2 separate regions of the Sus scrofa genome follow, and region 1 is linked to region 2. The links are chromatin contacts, called in public Hi-C maps. All regions are on one chromosome and are shown on one strand. Each heading gives the region's core, a stretch centred on a gene start, on an enhancer-like site or on the middle of the called end of the contact. The rest is flanking DNA. Distances are from core to core; before and after follow the strand shown.

The links. A called contact is a pair of places that touch in the nucleus more often than the background predicts.
Region 1: a Hi-C map of retroperitoneal adipose tissue shows a contact between it and region 2, with 2.1 times the contacts expected there. The contact joins two enhancer-like sites. A contact is called at or near these places in 1 of 5 promoter capture datasets (fetal skeletal muscle) and 10 of 47 Hi-C or Micro-C datasets (adipose tissue, blood, embryonic fibroblasts and 6 more).

What each region holds. Positions count from the first base shown.
Region 1 is chr1:146,013,450-146,017,362 of Sscrofa11.1, forward strand. No RefSeq gene overlaps it. Among named protein-coding and RNA genes, the nearest start is that of NFATC1, 13 kb to the left of the region's middle. Within about 2 kb of position 2,297, at least 8 of the 83 cell types and tissues checked have an H3K27ac peak or open chromatin away from gene starts, as enhancers often do. A contact at or near this core is called in adipose tissue and retroperitoneal adipose tissue, where this site is marked.
Region 2 is chr1:145,895,422-145,899,416 of Sscrofa11.1, forward strand. No RefSeq gene overlaps it. Among named protein-coding and RNA genes, the nearest start is that of CTDP1, 86 kb to the left of the region's middle. Within about 2 kb of position 1,415, at least 30 of the 83 cell types and tissues checked have an H3K27ac peak or open chromatin away from gene starts, as enhancers often do. A contact at or near this core is called in adipose tissue and retroperitoneal adipose tissue, where this site is marked.

The DNA.
Region 1 (3,913 bases), core at 1,047-3,546, 120 kb after region 2:
GCAGTCTTACTGGGGGCCCCTTGTAAGTGACACCATTTCCTTTTGCTGCTTTTAGGATTTTCTCTTGTTTTTGATTCTCAGCATTTTCACTGTGATGCATCAACTGGTGGGTCTCTTTGCATTTATCATTCGTCAAGCTTCCTGGGTGTGTACATTATTGTTTTTCAATAAATTTCTGATGTTTTCAGCCATTATTGCTCTGAATATTTTCCCTCCCTTTCTCTCTCCTCTTTCCTTCTAGGAGCCCCATTATGCATGAGCTGGTACATGGTACCTACATTTCTCTAAGGCTCTCTTCATTTCCCCTCATCCTGTTCTTAGCTTCCATATCTCCATTGGCCTATGTTCAATTTCACTAATTCTTTCTTTCGCCAGTTCAAAACCATTGTTGAGCCCTTCTAGTGAGTCTTTTCCTTGTTATACCTTGACTCTAGAATTTCCATTTGATTCTAGTTTCTATAGTTTCCTCTGTCTTCAGTTACAGTTTCTGTTTAATGTGATGTGTACATACACCCATGGGAGCCCATTATAAAGGTCCTCACATCTTAGGGTTGCTGTCAGTGTTAAACAAGGAAACATATGTTTATAGCAGTGACTGCCCCCTACTAATTGCTCAATAAATGTAATTATTTCAGAGCCATACTGTCATGGGTTGAATTGTGTCTGCCCAAAAGAGGTGTTGGGGTCCTAAGCCCTGATAGCCATGTGGCCTTTGTGGAAATATGTCTTTGCAGATGGGATCAGTGAAGAGGAGATCATTAGGGTGGCCTGACACAGTGTGGCTGTTGTCTTCACAAGAGGAGATGATGGAGGGAGGGCTGGGGCTACAAGCCAAGGACACTGAGGATGCCAGTACCACCAGCAGGAAGAGTCAGAGAGGCCTTCCCTTTCCAGCCTTCAGGGGGAGCCCAACCCTGCTGGTGTCTTGAGAGAGCAGTGAGTGAGAGTTTCTATTGGTCTAAGGCCTCCTGTTTGTGGCACTAAGTTATGTCAGCTCCAAGGAATCAACACAAATGGCAGGGAATGTCTATTTCCTTCCAGGATACCAGGCTGGGTCACATTACCCTGTCTCCTTCCCTCAAATGCCTGTGGCCCATGAAATGCCCACCCAGTGCTCCCTCCAAAGACCTGCTGTGGAGCTTGACTGACAGCCTGGTGGGAGCGACTCTGATGCATTGGGACAATTGCCTCCAGGCCCCTCTTCTCCAGTGTAGGTGACTTTGCCCAGGGACCCCTCCATGTGGGGCACAGGCCACCCTGCTTTCTGAGGACTCCTCCTGGTGCCTCTGCAGCCACTGGGGTTGTGGGGGGTAAGCCTGTAGCACCCCGGGGAAGCCAGGCCCATGGAGACTGAGAAGGAAGGCCACATCCAGTGGCAGATTTGTGGGCCTTGATCACCTGAAAGCCCACCTCTGAGTGTCTCTTGTGGGTGAAGGGACATTTCCCTTTTTCTCTGAGTCCATTTTGATGTGGGGTCTGCCACAGCTCAAGACTTCCCAATCACATGGAGGCGGGTGGCTATCGCAGGTAGAGGGGACAGCAGCTAAACACGGCCAGGAGGATAAACACAGAAAAGACCGGCTCAGAGGCAGATACAAAAGGAGCCACAGGGAGGCAGGCATGGCCTGCACTGGGCCGGGTCCTCAGCATTTACCTGATTCTCCCCCACTCATGCCCACCCGCTAGCTTCAGGCCCACATGTCAGCCTGTCCTGCGCTCTGCTCTAGTTCTGAGAGGTCAGAGGGTGTGCAAAGGAGAGGGGTCCTTGGGTTCCTCTGTTTGGCCATCACAGCATCTTCTCTGACCACCACCTTGGCCCTTGGAAAATAAGTTCCATCTCTTGTTTTGGGGTTTGCCCCTGTGGACTTGCAATACTTCCCTTTTGCAAAATAATAACAGTAATAAGAGTCTTCTAGCAGCAAATCTGTTTATTTATTTATTTATTTATTTTGTCTTTTTGTCTTTCTAGGGCCGCACCCACAGCATATGGAGGTTCCCAGGCTAGGGGTCCAGTTGGAGCTGTAGCCACCAGCCTACACCAGAGCCACAGCAATGTAGGATCCGAGCCACATCTGCACCTATACCACAGCTCACTGCAATGCCGGACCCTTAACCCACTGAGTGAGGCCAGGGATCAAACTCGCAACCTCATGGTTCCTAGTCGGATTCGTTAACCACTGAGCCATGACGGGAACTCCAAATCTGTTTAATTAAGCAGCAACCCAAGGCAAGCCATTCTCACCACCAGCCTTAGACAGGGAGGCTGTTCTTACTTCCTTTTTCTCTTCTAATTGACTTTCATTTTACACACGGGGCAGTTTTCCTGAGGGGCTGGGCGCAGGAGCCCTCTGGCACAGGCTATGGCACAGGGCTCTGCCCCAGCCAGCAAGGTGGAATCTACCCACGGCTTGGGTCTGCTGAGCTTCCCAAACTATTTTTAAAGTGTTTTTGGTTCAATAAAGCTCTAAACAAGTTTTGCCAGGCACTTTTTCCATTAATTTTTAAACCAGAGTGTATTTCAAGGGAAATTTAATCCATGTGCTTCTGATTCATTTACACTTAACTCATCGAGATGTTGTGTTGAATCGTTTGATGTCCAAGCAGAAGGCGGCTTTTTACAAGCCCGCTTGGCCTTTTTTCCTTCTTGGAAACAGGAAGTGGCATCTCGCCAAAGCATAAATGGACATGAACCCTCAGGGAAGATGCTGTTTCAAATCCGCACCCAAGAGCCTGGGCTGCTGGGGCCCTGGGAGGAGGGTAGGGGGGCTCCGGGCAGGGGGAGCTGTGGCCAGATGGCCAGCACAGCCCACGGGACTCCCCCTACAACACCCCCGCCCCAGGCACCCAGACAGCAAGAGCACCTACACTGTGCTTTTCTTCTTGAAAATTGTGTCAATACTCATAACAAAATTGACGATCTTAACTGTTTTTACATGTATATGTCCCGGCGTCAGGCACACTCGCCCCGTGTGTAGCCATTACACCACCGTCTCCAGGGTTTTCTCAATGGCCCAGAAGGAAACCCGGCCCTAAGAAGCACTAGCTCCCGCCCGTCCATTCTCTGTGAACCTGCTTTTGTGTCCAGGCCCTGCTGTTCGTGGGGTCACAGGCTTTGTCCCTTGGCAAAGGCTTATTTCACTCAGCGTCACGTCTCCAAGGTTCATCCAGGTTGTGGTTTGTGTCATTATTTCCTTCCTCTTCGAGGCTGAATCACATTCCCTTGGGGACATGAGCCACATTCGTCTGCTCAGCCAGGGGCGGGGCTTCAGTTGTTTCCACCTTCCCTGCCTTGGGCACCAGTGCAGGTTTCCCCTGAGACCCCACCTTCTGGAGTGGATTTCAGGATTGTGCATGGTCCTGGGTTTGGCTCTGGGGACACTGGCTGGTGCTGGCCTTGTAGGTGTTGCTGTACCAGCCTCAGGTTGCAAGGACTCACCCCTGGAGGAGACCTCTCAGGGCCCCAGCAGCCTAACCTCAGGGGTGCAGATGCAGCGGGGAGGGGTGGTGGGGCCCCAGGCTGCTGCTCCTGGGGTGCGGTCAGCTCAAAGCTGGAGCCACTTCAGAGAAGATGCAGTGCCTGTCACGGCACAGGACGAGAACAAATCATCTGGGCCTGGGAGCAAAAGGCAGTGTGGCACCTGCAGGGGCTCAGGGCCTGGCTGAAGCTAAGAAACAGCGCAGGATTCTCTGGTCCTGGTCAGAAGGAGCTCTGTGGTTGCCTCCCCTGTGTCCCCATCTCCTTGTCCCTCTCTCCCTCTGTCTCCTTGTCTCTCTATCCCCTCTGTCTCTCTGTCCCTCTGCCTGTCCCTGTCCCTCTGTTTCTGTCTCTCGTCCCCTCATCGTTGCTGTGTGATCAGCACATTGAGCTCACACCCTTGGTCCTCATGAAAGTGTCCTCCAGATCAATCTCTGC
Region 2 (3,995 bases), core at 165-2,664:
GCCCTGGCCAGGGAGATCCCGAGCCAGGCCCTGTTGGTCGGAAACCCACTTCTGCCTGCAGATCCACCTCGTGGCTCCCCAAGGCCACTCCCTGAGCCAGGCGGGGAGGTTCTTCAAGGAGGCAGCACACCCTCCCCCAGCACACACCCGAGACTGGGCTGGGCCAGATCTCAGGCCAACAGGAGCCTCCCAGTCCAGGCCTCTGGGCCTCTGCCCACTTCTCTCTCCAGCCACCAGGCCTCCCAAGCCTCGGACCAAGTGGAAACAATGCAGCTCTTTTGGCAGCAAAAAAGAAGGGGAAAAGGGGGAGGAGGGGGAGGGCAAGCAGACATCATTTGCCCCTGGGTGGCAGGGCTCCAATGTGGAAGCCCCCGTCTGATCCCATCTCCTGGCAACTTCAAAAGAACTGTCAATTCAGGAGCTGGGAATAAATCAAGAAACGGCTCTGTGTTTGCAGGAACAGCAAGTGTTCTGAAACGTGCTTTCCACCCGCCACTTAGCATTTAGGAAGATAAACAAGGTGTGGTTTAAACAGCAGTTTTAATACTCCTGGGTCCCTCAAAGTATTTCACAGAGGATTCAGTTAGATGCCCTGGGGCAGTAACTTTTCAGAGAGGGGTGGGCTTGGTCCAGGGACTGCCTCGGCCTTCTGAAGTTAACCCGTCACCTTCCAAAGGGCCATGAAGGTGAAATGTCCACCTGGCCGGTCAGGGACTCGCAGTTAAACGGGACCCTGCGCTGCCTTTGGACTTGGCTAGCCCCTTGGTTTTCAAGCCAAACTGTCAGACACATGAAACTACTGAGCAAACGTGGGGAAGCGGCCTTGCTCTGCTTTTGGCTGCCGCTGCCATGCTCACGGCCTCTGTTTTCCACGCCAAGTGTGGAGGCCACAGTGCCAGACACTCAAGTATGGGGAGGGATTGTAACCCGGAGAGTCATCCACTTCAACCCACACATTAAAGTGAAACTGGAATTTCCCAGGGTCCTCAAAGGCAAAGTAAGCTCTCTCGGATGCCATCGTTTTCAAGGAGGTGAGGACGGTAGGATGTTCAACCCTGAGGCTTGAAATTCCACCATCAGCATCTTCCAGCCTTTAGCGGAAGGCAGAAAGGCAGAGGCCTCACCTCATGTGTCTTAACGTGATTGACTGGCAGTGGTTCCTACAGCGCCAGGTTCACGATTGTCTGGGCTCAATGGGAAAGGATGCTGGGATCAATTAGTGATGTCTGCCGTGGGTACAGAGGAGGAGGGGGTAGGTAGCATGCGGTGGAAACCCAGCTGTTCTTGGGAGCAGCAGGCCTTGGGAAGCTGCCAGCCACTGTGCTCCACACTGTCTGAATGGTTTGACAGAGTGAGGACAGCACTGGGAGGCCACAGGGCACCTGAAGGAACAGAAGGGACAGGAGGAGGCTGGGGCTATAAGCCCTAAGTGTGTTCTTGTTTACGCCGGAGACTTGCCACAGGGTTCAGGGTGTCAACCCTCACTTGAAACAGGCATGAAACTTTACCGCAGTTAACAGGAAAACGTGGTCACGCGGCACAGGCCACGCCCCCCCGGAGGAAGGGGCTGGAGCAGGGCCTCTCTCCCAGCCCTGCTTTCTTCCAAATCAGTCACGGCAGCTTTTCACAGCCGCCATCCCCTTACTAGCTTGTTCATCCATGCACTCATTCAGCAATCAATAACGGAGGACTGTCTGAACAGACACAGGGCCCTCACCGCGGAAGCCAAAGTCAAGGCAGTCAGCACCTGTGTGCTTCTGCGTCTCCGTGGGAAGATGGGTCGGGCCAAGTCGGCTTGGAAGAAGAGGGTTTCCCAGGGCTGGACAGGGTGATTCAGTGGGCGGTGCCCATGCCCCTGAGTCACGGAGCCGACGCCCCACGTGGCGCTAGTCTCATCCGCTAAAGGTTGCTCCCGAGGTGTGACTGTTGAAACTCGGCCCCAACAAATGTCGGAGGGAGGCCCAGCACTTCCTTGGCCTGATGTTAAAGTCACGAGACAAAAGTCTAAAGGGCCTTTGGCAAAATTACGGTGAATTTCCATGCCTCTTGCTCCCTCCACTCCCCAGGTGTTGCTGTTAATCCCGTGAAAGCAGCTCCTCCGCCAGCCCTGGGGAAGCAGGGCCCCTGCGCCCCGCACGGCCCCCCTTGCTCACCGCTCTCCCCCCTCCGGTGACAGACGCAGCGCCGCCTGCCTGGACCCACGCACGCGCAGAGGGCTTCCAGATGCAACGCCCAGTCCAGCTCCTCCGAGCTGGCGCCAGAGAAGCCCTTCCTCCTGGTTGAGACCCAGCGCCTCCTCGACACTCGTGGTCTGCCACGGGGGTGTGCTGGGGGCTCTGCGGGGGGCGGCGGTACCCCACGGGGACTGACCAGGGAAACATGGTTACCTGCTATTGATCAGCTTTTCCTGTAGAGTCAGTTTGGGGTCTTTGCGGCCTCAGCCGTGGGGCTCAAGCAGCCGAGGCGGAAGCCACCCTCTGCAGACCTATCCTTCCCACGGTCAGCGAGCCCTCGGGCGGGACTTTCCCTGGGTGGCCGGTCAGGCAGGCTTCTGGACTCTTTTGTGGCTGACATGTCTCTGGACGAGGGCAGGCAGACCTGCATGGGGCCTGGTGACCACAGACCACACCTTCCAGGGCACAGCGCAAAAGGATTCAGAACAAAAGCAAGAGGGAGTGTTCAGCTGTTGTGCTGAGCCCCAGGCAGTGGGGGCCAGGTTGGCTTCTAACCCTAGAGCGAGAGCATCCAGCTGAGTGACCAGAAGTTTCAAGGATGTCCCTGTACTTTCTAGCCCAGAAGAGCCAGTGCTCAAGCACGGAACCCCCATCCCCCTCTAAAAACCGGGCGCTTGCAGTGACCCTTGGGTGGGCTCAGGCCCCAGGCTGGCTGGGTGGACCTGCCTCAGGCAGCCAGCAGGGCCCACCCTCCTTCTGGAATTTGCAAGATAATCCTGTGCTGCAGTCCACTTCCTCTGGTAAAATGAGGGTTTTAAAGGAAGACCACAAGGTAGAACATGCTTCTGTTCCATCACCTGCTGCATAAGCGGGAAGGGTTTTCTTTTGCTCCACAGGTGCAGAGTCTTGTTACCAAAGAAAGGGTCAGTCTCTTCTGTCTGGGTGCCGAGAAGGAGGGAAGGTTAGAGAGGGGCCGAGGCTGAAGCTGGTAGAACCTTGACCCAGTGAGGCTTGGGCAGAGGAGGGCCGGTGTGGAGGGAGTGAGAGGACCCAAGCAGGACACCAGCTGGCTGGTCTGACCGACTGGATGTCAGGTGAGCAAAGCCACCGGCCGCCCTTTGACCTCCATCAAGGGGCGGAGGGTCACCTCCCCAGAGGCACTCGTTCAGGCTCTGCCCTGTGGCCCCAGAGGCACCCTTCTCTGTGAACAGGACTCGCTCAGAGGAGGTCATGCTGCACAGCGTGGCCCTGTGACCACAGAGACAAAGATGGAGGAGCCCTAAGACTTCAGGTGGCTACCAAACACCGGCAGAGGCCTGGACAAGAGTGTCCCACACGGCTCAGGAGGAGCAGGTCTGCCCCACCTCCACCCCCACCCACCCACACTGGGCCTGTAGACTGAACATCAGAGTTGTCTGAGCTGTGCAGGGTGGGGACTTGGAGACTGCTGGCGACCCCAGGAGACCAGCAGTCCCTCTTCCTGCCTTTTCACCACCCTTTAAAGATCTGTCAGGCACCTGGGTGTGGGGCACGGTGTGCCCATGTAGTTTACAACCATGCTCATTGCAGCCATTTTGCCAGAGTTACTGGGCGGTTCCCTGCAGGAGGCGCTGGAAGGAACAAGCTGGTGAGAATGGGCAAAGCAGCACCAAAAAGAGGAGAACTGAGCCCTTGGTTTGCACCTGAAGATCCGGTCAGAGGGCGGAGGACCCAGGACGGAGAGAGCACTTTGATGCTTGGCTTAGAGGCACCAACTGTTTTAAGGCCCCCTGAGTGTGGGTGAGGCTGTGTTGGCCAGCAGAGAGGAAGCCTAAAGGGTAT